Linked DNA regions of Sus scrofa: region 1 is linked to region 2. A link is a contact called in public HiChIP or PLAC-seq data. All regions are on one chromosome and are shown on one strand. The core of a region is the stretch at or near the end of the contact, and the rest is flanking DNA. Distances in the headings are between cores, read along the strand shown.

What was found. HiChIP or PLAC-seq counts read pairs in DNA pulled down with a chosen protein or histone mark.
Region 1: a contact with region 2 is called in an H3K27ac HiChIP or PLAC-seq map of alveolar macrophages. The contact joins the promoter of MAIP1 here to the promoter of LOC100522040 in region 2. A contact is called at or near these places in 1 of 47 Hi-C or Micro-C datasets (epiblast stem cells) and 1 of 2 datasets of contacts at active chromatin or transcription factors (alveolar macrophages).

The regions. Positions count from the first base shown.
Region 1 is chr15:103,577,297-103,581,671 of Sscrofa11.1, reverse strand. It overlaps MAIP1 (m-AAA protease-interacting protein 1, mitochondrial), which reads right to left and starts at 2,746. Exons shown (of 5, transcript XM_003133571.3): 1 at 2,177-2,746. The coding sequence starts at 2,617. TYW5 (tRNA wybutosine-synthesizing protein 5) reads left to right here and starts at 2,771. Exons shown (of 8, transcript XM_003133570.5): 1 at 2,771-3,011. The coding sequence starts at 2,934.
Region 2 is chr15:103,540,589-103,545,310 of Sscrofa11.1, reverse strand. LOC100522040 (formiminotransferase N-terminal subdomain-containing protein-like) reads left to right here and starts at 2,154. Exons shown (of 7, transcript XM_021075940.1): 1 at 2,154-2,368; 2 at 4,318-4,386. The coding sequence starts at 2,291.

The sequences.
Region 1 (4,375 bases), core at 1,497-3,996, 36 kb before region 2:
TTTCCTGAGTCCTATGAGCCATTCTAACAAACTACTGAACCTGAGGAAAGGAGATGTGGAAACACCTAACTTATAGCTGGTCAGTCAAAAGTACTGGAGGCCTGGACTTGTGACTAGCATCTGAAGTGGGGGCAGTCATGTCGGACTGAGCCCTTAACCTGAGGGGTATGCATTAAATCTGGGAAGTTAGTGTCAGAACTGTTGTAAGCTGCCCTGATAAGGCCTTGATGATACAGGAGTGCTTAACCTAAAGAGGCTTCTAGAAAATAGTCCACTTTTTCATAGAAAAGGCTAAAACATTCAAGCAGGATAAAGGAAAACAAACGATGTATGATTAATGTGGCTTGATGGCAGTAATATGGACGATATCATGTCATATGTACGTAGGAATGAAAAGTAGGATTTGCGGGAGCTAACGAATCTGTTAAAGGGTTGTATTTCATCGGACCACCTATTCCTCTGGCTCACATGATGAATAAAATCTTGCCTAGATGGATATTAAATAAGCTACAAGAACATATTGTACAACACAGGGAATATAGCCAATGTTTTATAGTAACTATAAATGGAGTATAACCTTTAAAAATTGTAAATCACTAGATTGTAAACCTGTAACTTACATAATATTGTACATCAACTATACTTCAATTAAAAATTTTTTAAATAATAAATTTAAAAATAAAAAGCTTGCCTAGATTGTACTTAACCATCTCAATTTCTAGTGACTCTGGAAGACCAAGACTGCTTGTAGGGTGGGTCACAGGATAGTGAACCTCAGCAATTGCTAGCTATGCATCCTTGAGCCAATCATTGCATTTTTTTAGAAGTTGATTTTTATCAGCTATAAAGGAGAATTAGACTAAAATGATGAGCCCTAAGGTAACTTTTTGTTTTCATGTTTTATGATAAAAAAGAAAAACTTAATGAACATAATCTAATTGATAACTTGATATTCACAACCCAAGATAACTCTTACCGCTGGCAGGTGAGCCAAAGGAGAAAAAGTTGAGGTGAGAGTCAAGTAGCCAGTGTTTTTGTACCAGATTATTTCCAAGCCTTAGAATTATATCTATGCAAAAAAATGCACAGTTGCCTTATGAGATCTAGTAGGAAGGGTTCTTTTGGACACATCCTTCGAAATCATACTGGTTTGCTTATGAAAGGTATGTTAAGTAACCACTGGTTTATTGGGAACTGCTAAATATTTGCTATGGATGACCCAACATTCTTTTTGGAAATGCACAAAAGTTGACTTAGATGGGGCACAACTGCATATAGACTGGCTGATGAAGTGTGCAGATACTACTTAACAGCAAGTATAGGGGCTAAAACAGCTCACAGCTGGAGGCCCTTTAGTATCAAACAGTGACTAAAAAGTGTCCCATGCTCCCGTGTTGAGAGGAAATAGGCACTTAGGCCTGATTCCTGCCCATGGTTGGGAGATGACTTCCATTCCTTATTGACACATAAAAGAGCATGAGGTAGACAAGCTCAAGTCATCAGCTGCAACCGTGGAAAAAGTAGCATCATGATTATTTACCTCTGCACAGGCAAAAGATTTTGAGAACATAAGCAGAGATTTATCCCTTACAATGCTATTAATCAGGTCTGCCCTTTGCTTTTTAACTCTTTTATAAAAAGATAAATCAATCAAGAGTTGACTCCAGGAAGCAAAAAGCAGGAGTTAATACTGATAATGATTACATAAAGCTGAAAACATTTAATTTATAACAGGCAGGTCACATAAATAAACATTAATGGCCTTGTTTATAGAAATAATCTGAAAAAATTAGGAGTAAATATATCAATACCAGCATACAATCAATACTGCCTTCTTCATTCTGCAGAAAATGACATTCAGAAAAAAGAGCCATTGGCAGAAGTGGCCGAAACAGGCTTTGAATCCATTTCTATTTGATTCAAAACCTGTAGAGAGTGGAAAAGATAATTAAGGGACTTCACCCTGGAGTCTCCATCAAACCCTTTTATTCTCGGCGACCATATAAAACATAAGGAGACGCTTAAGTCAGGAAGTGTCCGGAGGGCTCTGCGGCTGCGTGACTACCCATATTTCATAACTTGGGACCTGGTGGAAATCTCACCGCTAAACACTTTTTCGTGTAATAGCTGAATGCGTGAGAGGTGGGCAGATTATCTGCAGAGAAATTAAACAAACCTGCTTCGCTCCCTCTGAGAATTCTGCGATGCTGAACTCTTGGTCGAAATAGGCCCAGATAAGGAAGGAGTAAATTCGAGTCCGAACCCAGTTGATGGGGTTGGGGAACCCCAGAATGATCATCTTGGTTTTCTGGCGCTGCTGGGGCTGATCCTCCGTGCTGTAGGTTCGCCGAGAGCAGGAAGAGAAGGCGGGGAGGGTTGCAGGGAGCTCCCGAGGGCTGAGCAGGGGACGCCCAGGACCCCGAGCTGGCAGCGCCAAGGCCCAAGAGACTCGAGGAAATGGGGTCGTTCCCGAACCAAGGCGGCGGCGGCAGAAGCAGCAAAATCCAGGCCATGGCGGCCTCACCTCGGTCGAACCAGGGCTCTGGAGTCGGGCGGCCCAGCCGGGCAGAGGCCGAAATAGCAGTAAGCGGGATAAAAGACGTACGGCCAGCGCCATCTTTGTGACCTTTCACCCCCAGCGTTTGCTAGTGCAATACGGAAAGAAAGTCGGTGGGAAACACCTCAGCGGGTTTGGAGAAAGACTGGAAGAGTCAAGCTGGTCTGTTGCTGCCACCCCTGGTGAGTCCGCCCCATCCCCGCTCTTCAGCACACGCGGCCCCCAGGCCGGCGCTCCAACTTGCGGAACTCGCTACTCTGCCGGGCGCACGGACCTTTTCTCTCAGGGTCGTGTTTCCGAGCGGATCGCGCGCGAAGAAATGTGTTAAGACCGAAGTTCCCGGGACTTGGAGGAGGACAGGCTCACGTGAGCAACTATGGCCGGGCAGCGTTTTCTGGTACCCCGGCTCGAGGGCGTTTCGCAGGAGCAGTTCACCGAGCATCTCTACCCGCAGGTGAGGTCCTCCCGCGGGGTTGAACCGCGAGAAGCCCACCACTCGAGCGGATCCGAACCGGTTTCTTGCGACCCATAGTGTAGGGAGGAGGCGACTCTCGGCTGAAGATGGCTGGTTGCCTCTGCTACCAAACGAGAGGGCACGTGGGGGATGCTGACCTGCTCATCTCTTAAATTTTCAAAAGAGAACCTCTCCACGGTTCTGGGAAGAAGGCTAACGACAGAGAGCTGGGTACGAGAAATATTTTGCCTAATAACACTGCTAGCTGCCCCCTCCGGTGGCTTCAACGGCGCGTGTTCGTCTATGCGAGTTTATGGATTTGAAGAAGCAATTTTTTACTGCACCAAGCCAAAAGAGGAAGCAATGGGAATCCTCCGAGAAACTTCTACTGGTCGTGGATTCTAACTAGCATGGGTTCTAGTTCAGATGTTCGATTTTCATATATGTGTAACTCAAACCATAACTCTTTAAAGGAAAACTCAGACAAAAATATTAATGGGGGGAGGGAAGTGTTTTTACTTGGAGCGTTTTTTCGGGGGACTCCAGGCTTCAGAAAAACTGAAATTTAAGAGCCCAGCAGATATTTTAAGAAAAAACAAACAAACAAACCCACTAAAGTTACAGTTAAGAGTCTCCTCACGGTAGAGAGCAGTTTTACTTGATCTGTGAAGGTGGTTGGGCATACTCCTGAGTATTAGAAAAGTCCGAGATGGAAGTTTTTTTTCTTTTCGGAGTTGGCAACCTAATGGGAGCATACAAGCCTTCATTTATTTGGGGGACTAGTGCTAAAGGGTGACTGTTTTCCCAACCCCCACCACAGGACTTGTTAGTGTAAGATGCCTACAGGACAGTATTGTGAAGATCAGAGGATGGAGGGTTGTGAAATTGCTTTGCCAGGTGCATAGCAAAGTGTCTTGTAATTTAATAACAGAAATAAGACGTGTAATATGTCAAAAAGAAAGCATCATCAAGTTTCATAAAGTGGAAAATTACAAACAACACTGTGGTTACAATGTAACAAAACTAGAAATTAATAGCTGTGTTGCAAAACAAGACTCTTGTACTTGGAAACACTAAAGAAGGGCTGTAAGGGGGTATAGTTCTATCAAATTTTTAAACATGTTTTAATAATCAGCAGTGTGGTACAAACTGCATGAAGAGACAGACCAGAGGAATAGAATAGGAAGTCTGGATGGAAACCTGTATGTACACACACACATCTGGATGGCAACGTAAATATATATATGTATTTATCCATATTCTGGAGATATTTATATATTTCTCTGGAGTCTGGATAAATTTCCATTCATTTGGAACTTAGTATGTGATGAGCATGACATTTTAAACATTTCTGGGGCAAAGAT
Region 2 (4,722 bases), core at 905-3,404:
ATCACAAAGGGAGTAAGAGTAGTCAGGAAAAGTCCAAGAACTGAGCGCTACAGTACTCCCCAGTAATTACAAAGGTCATCAGAAAGATAAGGCAGTGTAACTCATTGGGTATTCACACATTTATTTAATCCTCAAATATCTTCTATACGTCATTATTCCCATTTTGTAGTTGAGCTGGCTGCAATACAGAGAGATTGAACAATTGGCCAGATATTTCATAGCTAAAAAGTGCAGAATCAGGGTTTAAACCTAGGCAATCTGGCCTCAGAGCCTTTTATGCATTATTCTCTATTTCTTCTGAAAAGACCTGGGTTTTTACAGCACTTCATACTCTGCACAAATCAACAGTATATTGCTGTCCAAAAGGCTAATGGAATCTCGGGCTACATAAAAGAAATGGACGCTGTCAAAACATAAGGAGGTATTAGTCTAACTATATTTAGCTTTTTTAAGACTTCATCTGAAGTCTTGTGCTATATTCTGATTGGCACATTTTAAAAACATTTAGTAAGTGTTCAATGAAGGTTAGTTATCATTACTATCATCATCATTATTATTATAGATGCACACAGTAGCTGGTCCACAAAACTCTGGAAGTCACTGTCAGTAGTGCCATGTTGCTTTCCCCAAACTGAGCAAAAAGGCCTCAACCGAGTAAATTGTCTTCTCCTAAATCTAAGCACTAATTTTTTCATGATGAGCAGTCATCTAGACCAGTTAATTATTTGGAGGGCAAGAGAAGAAACTATATATACCTTCGTCATCACTTGACTCAGGGCACAAAGTTGGCAGGCACATTGTTTTAAAGCATTAATTTCAAAAGCAATAAACTGTTTAATAAACTAATTGTTTCACAGTTCAACAAACACATTTAGCCATATTCTAGCTTTACCTGATAACACTAGCACTACCCAAGAGAACTTTCTGCAGTTGATGGAAATAGTCCATAGAAATGCTCTGTATTTGCACTGTCCATTACAGCACTTAGAAACCTTTGGTGCTACTGAGCACCTGAAGTTAGTGCGACTAAGAAACTGGATTTTTAATTCTATTTAATTTTAATTAATTTAAAGTCATATATAACTAATGGCTACTGTACTAATGACAACAGCAGTTTTAGATTAAGATCCAGCTTTCCAAGACAACATATCCTGCAGCCACAAAATTAATAATAAAGATAATATCACACACTAGGACTTCCCGTGGTGGTTTAGCGGAAACAAATCCGACTAGTATCCATGAGGACATGGGTTCCATCCCTGCCCTCGTTCAGTGGCTTAAGTAAGGATCCAGCGTTGCTATGGCTGTGGTGTAAGGCCAGCAGCTACAGCTCAGATTTGAACTTACATATGCCGTGGGTGTGGCCCTAAACACACACACATACACACACACACACACACTCATTCACAAAAACAAAAGTACAGAATTTAAGTGAGCATCAAAGTATTGACATGCTTAGCAATTACTGTCCCTTTCTTAGGGTTACTGAGAATGTCACACCTAGTAAAGCCTTTTTTGTTTACTTGTTTGCTTTTTTAATAACTGCCAGCGTTTTTTGAACACTACATACTAATTTAAAAGCCATCTCTCCGTCTCCTGCCCAACACCCACACACACACACACCCCTCTGAGAAACCAAGTTGTAGAATAAATATACATTATCTGTCTCATTTCTATGTCTTAAATTCCACTTCCTGGACTGCCAGCTCGCTCTTTCCAGGTTGTAGCCCTCCAAACACAGCCTTCCTCTGGGGCTCTATGAGGAGGGGATTAGGGGCGTGGAAGGGGCGATTTGGGATTTCGTGGAGCCACCCGGGTTAGCACACGTGTGGGTGTGTTCAGGCGAGGCACGGAATCAGGCAGCAGCTATGACGGAAGAATCTAGAGAATTCTCATAGCCACAAGGGAAAGGAACAGGTGCCCAGGAAGGCCGCAGGTTACCTGCACATCCCCGGGGAAATAGAGAACGTGATGCTGGGGCGGCGTTTGCGGCTCCACCTTCGTCGGGTCCCCAGGGAGGTTCCGCGGTTCCTGTCCCTCCCCCGCGGCCACCGCCCCCGCCGCCAGCAGGAGCAACTCGTTGCAGCGCTGCGGATCTGCACCCGGCACCGTGGACAGCCGCAGGCACTGCGGTCGGAGCCCCTCGGCCGAGGAGCAGAGCGCGCCGCCGCTGCTGCTGCTGCCGCCAAGGTTCATGGTTCTGGCCTGAGAGCAGGTCGCGGCGATTCCGATTCCGAGTTGCGGCAGAAGAAGCAGCAGCGGCGGCGACCGCAGGAGCCTGAACCCCCACATGGGTCGCCGCCGCCAGAGCGGTTCGTGTGGTGGGGAAAGTCTCGAGGGAGGAACTTCGGCCCGGCGGCACCCAACGGTCAGCAGGAACGGCCCGGGCGGGACCTGCAGTGGGGGCAAAGTGGCGTCAGAGGCCGACGTCCGCGCGCAGCGTGCGTCACGGAAGGAGGGGTGTGCGCGAAATTCGACTCGGGTTCCCGGGAGGAGGCGACGAGGGGGCGTGGCCCGGGAAGGACGTTTATGATTGGTGGGTTCTGCACCAGCGGGAAGTTCGAACGGAAGTCTCGGAAGGAACCTGAGGAAACGCAAAGGAAGAGGGAGTGAGCCGAGGACTCCCAGCGGGAAGGGCAGCCGTTGTGACATTCCTATAGCAGAGGCTGCCGAAGGTCGCTGTCCAGTAGTGGGGTAGAGAGTTTTGAGTATACCATGCCCCTCTTTCTGTAGACTCAACTTTCAGGTGAGGTTTTTCTAGTCCTTCGGGCCTTAAAAGAGACACAGCCCCAGAGATAATAGAGTAACTCTGTCCTGTGGGACAGAACTTCTGTGGGAGGTCTTTTACGTGTTCTGCATGAAGAAAATCTCCCTCTTCTCACACCCTCGCGTTTCCCTGCGGACACACAAAGATTTCTAGGTTCCTGAGACTTGATTTAGTTATGAAGTCTAATGCGTCTCTGGTAGCAGGGAGCAGGACACAAGGAGTGGGATGGGGGAAATGGGAACAAGCTTTAGTTGTTACACATTTGATGTCATTTTGATGTCGTTGGTGTTTACAGCCAACGGGACTTGCTATTTTAGGGTTTTCAAAAACCAGCTTGAACACTAGGAAAGTCATAGGTGTCCAACAATTATCTGTACCCAGTTGAGTATGAATAAGATTTAACTAAAAGTATGCAAAAGACGAGGAAGGGGGGAGCCCAGTGTTCTAAAGTCCTTGTGAGGCAGGGCACTGTAAGGTAATGTGTGGGAGAAATAATAGTGAGAATTTAAAATATTACAGCCAACATTTATTGAGGCATATTGTAGGCCAGAAGTTGAACTAGGCACTTCATATATTAACTCTTCTGGGTCTATATATGTGTGTACTTAAGTACACACGCTCTTTTCTTTACTCCACATATCAAATATCAATAAGTAGCCTTGAAGTATGAATACAAATGAGTAAATGATAAAATGTAGTTTTCTTACATATACTTATATATACTTAGTGACTTCAGAGAGGTATAATATGATAGCCTACTCTGGTCTAATTATTGAGTTTCATCTGACATCATAATAGTAACCAATCAAATTTAATTTTACCAAGTATATCTGCTGCTTCCTAAAAGTAACTGGTTAAAAAGAAGCAGAGGCTAATTATATAATAATGAATATATAACCATATTTCAGCAATCAACCTTCATTTTATTTTGTGAATCACATGCATGTTGTTACCATCTCTTGTTAGGTAGAGGATTACTAAAATGTAATCCATAAACCAAACGTTTTCATGGGGTTTGATTTTTGTGGTCTTGTTTTTAGGTTGACCTTTTAATTGAATCTGTCATTATTGAAGGGGGTGGGAAATTCTTGTGTTTTAGAAAGAAAATTAGGAATTCCCATCGTGGCGCAGTGGTTAACGAATCTGAGTAGGAACCATGAGGTTTCAGGTTCGATCCCTGGCCTTGTTCAGTGGGTTAATGATCCGGTGTTGCGGTGAGCTGTGGTGTGGGTCACAGACGCGGCTCAGATCCCGCGTTGCTGTGGCTGTGGCGTAGGCCGGGTGGCTCAGCTCCGATTAGACCCCTTGCCTGGGAACGTCCATGTGCCACGAAAGCGGCCCTAGAAAAGGCAAAAAGACAAAAAAAAAAAAAAAAAAGAAAGAAAGAAAATTAAGTATAATAACTATTAAATATACTACAAGGTTATTTCAGTAGCTCTAAGATAATTGAAATCTTTGAGAAATACAAATATATGATATAAAGGGCACAGTAAAGTAACAGACTGAAGTAAGCACAAGGTTTTTTTGTTTGTTTTGTTTTATCCCCACAGACAAGGATTTACATAACCATACAGGAGCAACTTCCGGAGATAGTAATAGCTCTCAATTACTCAGCTGAGGTATGTATGTCATTTATGGTAAGTCATTAACACTGTAATTCCTTCTCATAGGTACCATTGATATTACTGTAATATGGTGTTTTCTCTCCATCCCCTCTTCCTTTTTCCAGGAAGACCAATTTTGTAAGCAGTACTTTTCTAACAACCATGGGCACAGACAGCCCAGCACTGTCTTTCTTTATTCTCTGTAAGAATGGACTTTCCTTCCTTGCTAGAAGTCTTACATATACCAAGTTGCTATAGCCAGGTGTTTGGGTTTAGCCCTCCTTATAACAGATAGAGATCTCCACAAGGATTTTATTTTGTTTGTAATGCAAAAGCGTAGCTCATCTTTGG